2 separate regions of the Mus musculus genome follow, and region 1 is linked to region 2. A link is a contact called in public HiChIP or PLAC-seq data. All regions are on one chromosome and are shown on one strand. Each heading gives the region's core, a stretch centred on a gene start, on an enhancer-like site or on the middle of the called end of the contact. The rest is flanking DNA. Distances are from core to core; before and after follow the strand shown. Region 1 overlaps Foxp1 (forkhead box P1). Region 2 has its middle 110 kb from the start of Gm32592.

Region 1 (4,211 bases), core at 272-2,771, 860 kb before region 2:
ATGTAAACTCGGGCTGTCTCATCCCAAGCTGGGGAGCTGATAGTCGCTGCCAAAACAGGCTGCGAGGCTTCTCCATTTGAAGTGGATCTCTCTGCCTCACAACTCTGAGTTCCCTTAACCTCTCCCATGCTGTCAGGTCGGTTAAAAATCTGACCAGCTACCCTGTGTTCTTGACATTACTTATAAACAATGCTGAATCCTTGACCAGTGTACTGAATACAGTCGTCTAAGTGTTCTGTTGCTGTAAAGAGATACCATGACTAAGGCAGCTCTTAAAGCCTGTAACTGGGGCTGGCTCAGAGTTGTAGAGGTTAATCTATGATCATAATGGCAGACCGCAAACAGGCATGGTGCTGGAGCAGTAGCTGAGACCTCACTATGCTGATCTGCAGGCAGCAGACACAGAGAGAGGCACTGAGCCTCCTGTGGGCTTTTGAAACCTCAGAGCCCTCCCTCAGTGACACATCTCCTCCAGCAAGGCCACACCTCCCAATATTTCTCAAACAATTCCAGTAACTGGGAACTAAACATCGAAATCTATGAACCTAAGAGGGCCGTTCTCATTTAGGCTACCACAAAAGTACCATCTTCTATTTAGCATGCATCACATACAGCTTCTGTATATCAAGGCACATGATGGTTTCTCTAGAGTGAGAGCATCCTTTATGGCTATCTTTATGGACCAGACACGAACACTGTAATGCAGCCACCCCTAGAGATGCTTGTAGTATTGCCTGCCGGTAGTTTTCTGTGAATATTTTATTATAACAGCAATGCTATAAGAGGCTTTGAAATTACTATATAGCTTCTCATATTGTATCCTTCACCTCAAGATTATTTTGTGGTCAGTGCACACGTAGGCCATGTCCCAAAAAGCTAGGAAGTCTCAACATCTAGAGCAGCAATAGTCCTCGCCAACTGCATCATTAGCATTTAGATAAGTGGGCGCTAGCTTTGTCCTCTGTGTAGCTCCCTCATGGAATCTGTTTTGTTACCATCCTGATCTTGGCCTAATGGTGTTTATCCAATGAGAGGAAAGAACTTCCCGGGCTACACTCAGAAACTCTGATTTCCCGGGCTGTACCAGTGCTAAGTAAATACGGTACTGATTTCACTCTCCCGGAGAGTGGCTGACAAGCATCGGTCAACATGTTTTACGTTTATAAAATCTTGAATTATAAAATTGCTGTCATCACTCGTGTGACATGTCTCATCAGCTCTAGGGACAGAAAAGGCATTGCCAGTTCCCCCACTTTGACCCAATTTAAAAACTTTCATTAATGGTCAAAGTATTCCTATCCTAATCGTCTTCATGTCATAGGTTCACATGCTATGAGCCGGCAGTTAAGCTATGGCGAGGCCTCAGGATAGAGGAAGAGTGAATAATTCAAACCACTTCTAAGGTCGGAGAGGGAAAAAAAAGCAGAGATCTTTTGAATCGAAGCCTAGGTTTACCTCCTACAAACAAGAAGCCCGCTCACCGCTCAGGCTGTCAGGAGCCTGGCTCTGAGCTGGAAACCCTCTCTCCAGCCTTTATTGTGGTTTTGCTCATGGCATGACAAGCTCCTGGTTCCTGTTTGCTTGGCGGAACTGGAGTGCCTGCTATCAACTTGCAATATAGCTTGCTTATTTCCTACTGTTTGCTTATGTGCCAGCATTTTTTCAGAAGACTTTGTTTGCAAGTTGTACAAACCTGACTTGAGTTGATATAAGAAAAAAAGAATAGAGGCAGTGGGTGAAAATGAGCTGGTATAGACCGGAACTCCTACAGCTTAGTTAGCGCCAGGCGTGCCAGGATCCAAGTGGCTGCTGTTTGGGGTTCCCATTAGCTCTGATTCTCTCTCTATTGCCTTCATTCTTGGGACCTTTCTAATTGGAATTGGAGAAAACAGGATTGTATGTTACGGCATGATCCCTCCCGAGATGCGGGTTTTTCTCCTGTCCTCTTAGCCTTGTGTAGAGACCGCCACCCATCCAGATTAAGCCCCGCTGCTCTCGTTTTGAGCCAGACTCCATTCCGTTTCTGCCTCCAGAGCAAAGGGACTCAGACACATGATGCATCTGGGAATGGGGATGAGAGATGTGGACCCAGAAAACAAAAGTGAGCATTCCTGTGGCAGAAGCCCGATTTCGGATCCCGTTTTCCCCTCCTTTTGCAGCAAGATTTCAACGCTGAGAGACTCAGACTTATCTTTAGGTTCAGGATCTTCCCTGATGAAGTAGAAAACAAGTAAGAAACTTAGAGTGGAGACTTAGAGTAGCACATCGCCACTCAGCCCCCAAAGAGAAATCTCTCCGCTCTGGGTGCTCTTGCAGTTCCGAGACCGCTACGCGGTTTCCTTGGATCCTATGTTGTGAGAGAATAATAGTTCAAGCTTTTCTCCTTATGTTCCTGGGTAGATGGTTCTAGAAGAATCTTCTCTGCTCTCCTTGTCCACAAGCCCCCCCCCTCCATTCTTACTTGTGGTGTAAGCAAACTGACACTAGTCACTTCTTAATGGTGTATAATTAAACAGTCTTAAATACGTAATGGGCATGGTCTCAGATATATAACAATATATATTAATATATATTAATTTAATCCTCACAGTTGCCTTGGAAAATGTCATAGTAGCGTTTTGAATCCTCAGTTAAGGTGGTTGGGAGCAGAGAGTTTGAGTGATGGACCCAAGGTCACCCAGCTACGGTGAGCTCTGGTCTCAGAGCCTTCCGCTGTGCCACGGTGTCATCTGGGAGAAGTTTTTTAAGTGAGTGAGTTGCTTTCTTCTTGCTTTAAAGGCAGATCAGGAATAGAGGAGCTACTCCTACGGCTGGTCGTCTGTGTAGGTTTCTTGGATCTCAGTCCCTTTGACCATTTGTGCTCCAGTGTATTGATCTCGTAGAATTGTCAAACTCCAAAGACAAATCATGGAAGGTGCCCTTACTCGGTACTTACAAACACCGGCACTTTCATCTACTTAAGTGTATTTTAGGAGCAATCATTTTAAATATCCAGACATCCCCAGCCTCGTGTTTAGAGAAGGCATTGGTGACTGTTTTCTGTAATAATGTAAAAAGTTGCTTACAGTCTGGCCCTGAGGGTGGTATCGGGAGTCAGCACATCAGACTATGCAGGCCTGAGTCCTGTCCCCCATCACTCTAAAACAGGCAGAGTCCAAGTGAGGGAGAAGCATGCCTATGCCCCTCATACCAGCCAGCAAATGGCCTCTGACCTAAGGTCACATTTTGGCTCTACCCCATATTTCCAGCTGAACACTGCCACGTGCCCCCTCGATTCTGTTGGCTAGGTGGGGGGGGGGGGGGTATGCATGCATGGGAAGGCCTGTGATTTCCCCCAACACCACAGGTTTTATGCTCCTTCCTGGCTCTGGGCTTCTCCAACCTAGCATTATGGGTTTGGTGTCTGAAAGGAACATGATGCCAGCTCTTGTTTTCCAGCGGTGTGTGATTCCAGATAGTAGGTGTGATTGTCACAGGGCTCGGAAGAAGTGTTTGAGGATACGGCTCCAGTTAGACGACTTCAAAGGGGAGAGAAGGCTCAAGGGCAAAGACAGAAGTGGGTTTTTTCTCTTCTTGATGAAGAAGTATTAGAGTTGATGGTGGAAAATGAAAAGCAGAGACTTTACACCATACCTTCACCACAGGGCTTGTTCCCAAGGCGAGGGTGACCACAGGACCTTTAATTTCAGAGATATACACAGCCGAAATGTATGCTGTTGTCTTTCCCTCCGACCTGCAGAGACCCTGCCCATATTCTATTTCTTCCCCCACACGAGTTGAATTTTTTTTGTTGTTTGTTTTTTTTGAGACAAGGTTTCTCTGTATAGCCCTGGCTGTCCTGGAACTCTGTAGACCAGGCTGGCCTTGAACTCAGAAATCTGCCTGCCTCTGCCTCCCAGGTGCTGGGATTAAAGGCGTGTGCCACCACACCTGGCTACGAGTTGAACTTTTAGTTCTGGGCACTGTCTTCTTTCTTTCTTAAATCTCCCCAGCCAGAGTTGTCATGTGACTGGTATGTTGGGGGTTTACTGATGCCAGCAGGTGTTCCTGCTTGCTCTGATGGCATTTTACTGGCCTTTGTTCCAAATCCTTCAACAACTGGGAACAAAAGCCAACCCACAGCCTTCTGAGAGGGGACGCTGTTCTACTCTTTCCATCTGCTCAGTCTTTCCAGATCAGTCAGTATTCGTCTTCACCACAAGGACATGGAG
Region 2 (4,447 bases), core at 1,162-3,661:
TGTGATTATGTGTCTGTCTCTCTACTTGCATAGGGAACCTCAAAAATATTGTTCCCAGAAAATACAAAGACCCCACCATCCAGGATGTCCTGGGAGGGGACAAAAGACACTTGCATAGCTAACATAAACCAGAGATAGGAACAAAGAGCTATAGGTGACACAGAAAAAAATCCTTTATCTTCCCAGGAGCTCTAAGAAAGAAACCAGAGGATAGATGACATTGGAATGAGATCTTAAATGAAAAGTAAGGTTTTTATCCCTCACCGGGGTAGACAGTTCAGAGAAATTAACCACATGAGCAAAGCAGAAGACATGGAATAAATACGGAATAAATGATCCATTCTCACAAGAGAGATGCTCAATGATCCTGGGGAGGCAGGGTATCCCTTACTCACGCAAACAGAAAGACATCTAAACACTACGCGTGATTACGTTGACCTTCTGTGCATTTTAATCCTGGGAAATAGACAGTGTGAGGAAGGGGGCTTGCTCTTCCAAGACTGACACAAAGGTTAAAAGACGACTGTGAAATGTATAACTTATTTTAATGTTTGACGTTCACCGTTCCTGCTATCCAGTTACATGAATACACACTCACACAGTCCAAACACAGGATGTGTCTATCACACAGGGAGACTGGTCTCATGAGGCAGACAGGAATACTCACAATATGATGTTTTAGAGGCACAAAGTATCTAAGGCAGTTTGAATCAGAACCTATTAAACACTGCCTCTGTCTTTAAGTAGCTTCTTGAAATTTGGCTTGAGCTTTAGTCCAAAAAGGACAACATCTGGAGTCAAATGCAGAGCTGAGCTTTGCATTTAAAAACCTAGGCCATTCAAATTGTTTTTATGTTTAACATTCGCCTAAACAACTCTGGTGATTAGGGAAAGGAATCTGCCAGGCAGTCTGGCCCACGCCTTTAATCCCAGTGCTCAGGAGGCAGAGGCAGGCTGATTTCTGAGTTTGAGGCCAGCCAGGGCTACACAGAGAAATTCTGTCTTAAAAGACAAAACAAAACAAAGCAAAAGAGTTATAAAATACCGAAGATAGTTGCTTTCAAAAAGATTGTTTTGACTGATTAATAAGTGTCATTATTACCCAGGCTTCTTATGATATGGACATTAAAACTGAAAACTGAAAGGTGGCTCGTGAATATGGTGAAGCTTCAGCTAACCATCTTAGTTTGTGTGTTATCCGCCCGGTAGGAAGCCAGAAGCTTAACTAACAGGAACTCATTTAAAATAAGAACGTACATACGAAGGGGGTGTTTTAAATTAAGAAATGAAAGAAGGAAGGAAGAAAAGGAAGGAAGGAAGGAAGGAAGGAAGGAAGGGAGGGAGGGAGGGAGGGAGGGAGGGAGGGAGGGAGGGAGGGAAGGGAGGGAGGGAGGGAGGAAGGAAGAAGGAAGGAAGGAAGGAAGGAAGGAAGGAAGGAAGGAAGGAAGGAAGGAAGGAGAGAGGGGGAAGGAAGGAAGGGAGGGAGGGAGGAAGGAAGGAAGGAAGGAAGGAAGGAAGGAAGGAAGGAAGGAGAGAGGGGGAAGGAAGGGAGGGAGGGAGGGGGGAAGGAAGGAAGGAAGGAAGGAAGGAAGGAAGGAAGGAAGGAAGGAGAGAGGGGGAAGGAAGGAAGGGAGGGAGGAAGAAGGAAGGAAGGAAGGAAGGAAGGAAGGAAGGAAGGAAGGAAGGAAAGAAGGAAAGAAGGAAAGAAGGAAAGAAGGAAAGAAGGAAGGAGAAAAGAAAAAAGAAAAGAAACCAAGGTTATTTCTTTTGGCCAAGGCTAGTTAATGACAGGTCAACACTCAAATCTGGATCATGCCCTTCCAAGCCTACAGCTTACACTGTTAAATGTGTTGCCTTTTTGTAAATTATAATTAGATTTTTTTTCTCCTGTTAATAAACAAGCTTGTCTGGATTCATATTGATAAAGAAGGCTATACACATAGAAGAGAAGAAAGGGAAGAAGGAAAAAGGAAGAGACTAAGAAGGAAGTGGGATGGAAGGGAGGAGAAAGAAAGAACTGACAGACGCAGCTAGCTTTAAAACTTTGCTAGTCTGGGGATCTGGCCACACTGCCTCCTTCTGCCTTACACTCCATTGTTCCTTTGGCTCTAGTCTGTCTCAATGGGAGCCTGTGAGCCCTGTGAGGGCAGAAACCATGTGCCTCTGGGCACCACTGTATCCCTGTGTGACTAGCCCAGAGCAAGGATACAGTCAGTGCACACCTGATAAATGAAATTCAACCAGGATTTCCTTTGTCTCTGTGGCCTGCATGTGTCACTTCTCGTGTCCTCCCTGTCCTCTCAGAAGAACACACCACCCCCCAAAGACTATATTCATTACCCTGCACCCAAACACTTGCAAGCACACACACTATTCACATCCAAGAGAGGTTCCCTCATGCCTGCCACCAGTGTGGACTTTGTAAGAATGGCAGTTGGCACCCTAGATCTTATTCCTCTGCACCTGGACGGGGAGTGACGTGAAACAAAGATTAGACTTCATCTGCCTCCTTTCAGCTCCTTAAAGTGACGTTTCCCGTGTTGCTTTGAGAGTAACCCCACCATCAGACATGTCAGCTAGCTCAACATTCCACAGATGTCAAAGTTCACACGACTGTTTTGTCTTTCCTCCAGCAAGTTCATTTTACATTTAGCTGCACTCAAATGGCGTTCATTAGGGCTATTACCCCCTTTTCATACCATCCTTCAAGAACTCATGTTTCAGTATGCAGACACTGGCTCCACATTCCAGTCTGGAGCGCTGCATGTTTATTTCATAAATGAAAATAGCCTGGCAGTTAAAATGTGTGTCAAGTATTTGGCCCTGAAATACTGAGTTTGTTGTTGTTTGTTTTGCCCAAGTTCCATCAGACACCTGTTTTGTACTGAAATCCTTATTAAACTGTTTCAGTTTTTTCTATTTTTTTTTTCTCATGGGGTTCTATTTCCCTCCAGTTTTTTTTCTTTTCTTTCCCAAGCAAGCCCTTTGCTTTTGCTTTTGAGGTCAAAGCTGCAGTTTTCATCAGTTTCCTCCCCACCCCCCACCCCCACCCCCACCCCCCAGTCACCCTCCTCTCTCTGGTTGGGAGGAGACTTGTTCTTTGTGTTAGAATTATTCATGCAACTCATGGAAAGGAGAACAAGGGTAAAATAAACTGGCTCAGGAAAAACAAAAACAACTGAACCAGCCTCGTGACTGGAGGGGGGGTGGCTACAGAAAGATCCCCCATGCTAGGCGCGGAGCAGAGCGGAAGTTACTTGGGAACGGAAGTTATTTCGGAGCAAAAGTCAAACTCTAGTGGCCACAAAACAGAAAGTCCCCCACCCATCCACCCCCCCTCGTCCCCCCCCCATGAGATTTTCTCACCTCTGAGGAGTCAGGTCTTCATAGCCTGGGATCCAGGTTAAACTCAGAGTAATGCCCTGGTAACTTTAACACACAAAATGCACAGTTCACTTAGTACTTGAGAGACGGGTGGGGTAGAAGAAAAGAGGTAGTTTTGAAAGTTTTTAACAAATTGGTTAAGTGTAATTTGTTCTGAATATTTTTTTTGACAGAAGTCACCCCTAATTGCCATTTCTGAAAGGTGTCTCAATTAAGATCACACGCCATTGCTGTCTAAATGCTATACATTTGTCTGAAGGAGAAAGCAAGCCACAACATTGTCTATTAAGTGTCAAAAAGCCTTTTCTTTAACTGCAGAGGGCTTGGACACAGCTCGGGAAATACTTCAAATGGAAAAGAAATGTTAAACGCTACCCTTCAAGCTATTGGAAAACCTATTATCAAATGTTAAAAACCTTGTAGAAAAAAAATAACCATGACTGTCCCAGCAGGATGACATATCTTTGTTTAGCAAAGGTTGATCACCATTGATAATCAAGAGCTAATAAGAATGGATGCAGTCCAACTGCTAATTAGGAATCCAGAGGCTTAAATTAAGAAACTGTGGAGGACTAGGTATGGTATCTGCTTCCATAGTCCCCTCAACGCCAGAAGCACGTCTAACAGAAAATGCTGCAGATATTTCTCTTCGTTGCGTCTCCTAAGTCCTAATGTCAGCGCTTAGATGCTTGGGGCTCTGTGTGTGAGAGAGAGAATGCTGTGCTATGTACATATGTGAGGACCGGGATGGGAGGGGCTTCATCCATAAGAGATCAGAACTTCAGAAGAGAATGCTGTGTGTGTGTGTGGGGGGGGGGGGTTGTCAACAGTGTGTTTGTGCCTCCACACAACCCTTCACTATCTTGCTCAGTTCACGGGACATAATGAAAATTAATTAGTGTGTTCCTAAATCATTAGCCCCAATCTCTCTAGTGTGTGTGTCTATGCCTAACTGAAGATTTTCTGAAGAAAGGAGGCAGAAACCAGAAATCTGGGGTCAGAGGCAAAGGCACAGATGTGCAGATAAATGGCTATCCTGTGATGGTGCCTCTTTGTGTTCATG

What was found. HiChIP or PLAC-seq counts read pairs in DNA pulled down with a chosen protein or histone mark.
Region 1: a contact with region 2 is called in an H3K27ac HiChIP or PLAC-seq map of T-cell acute lymphoblastic leukemia, with 4 times the contacts expected there. The contact joins two enhancer-like sites. A contact is called at or near these places in 1 of 484 Hi-C or Micro-C datasets (cranial neural crest), 3 of 115 datasets of contacts at active chromatin or transcription factors (T-cell acute lymphoblastic leukemia, embryonic basal ganglia and forebrain) and 3 of 9 other capture datasets (embryonic stem cells, embryonic tail and embryonic trunk).

Annotation. Positions count from the first base shown.
Region 1 is chr6:98,973,466-98,977,676 of GRCm38.p6, reverse strand. The region is part of intron 10 of Foxp1 (forkhead box P1); the gene reads left to right. Among named protein-coding and RNA genes, the nearest start is that of Gm38865, 150 kb to the left of the region's middle. Within about 2 kb of position 1,521, at least 16 of the 459 cell types and tissues checked have an H3K27ac peak or open chromatin away from gene starts, as enhancers often do. A contact at or near this core is called in T-cell acute lymphoblastic leukemia, where this site is marked.
Region 2 is chr6:98,112,660-98,117,106 of GRCm38.p6, reverse strand. No RefSeq gene overlaps it. Among named protein-coding and RNA genes, the nearest start is that of Gm32592, 110 kb to the left of the region's middle. RefSeq lists an enhancer at 2,275-4,447. Within about 2 kb of position 2,411, at least 50 of the 459 cell types and tissues checked have an H3K27ac peak or open chromatin away from gene starts, as enhancers often do. A contact at or near this core is called in T-cell acute lymphoblastic leukemia, where this site is marked.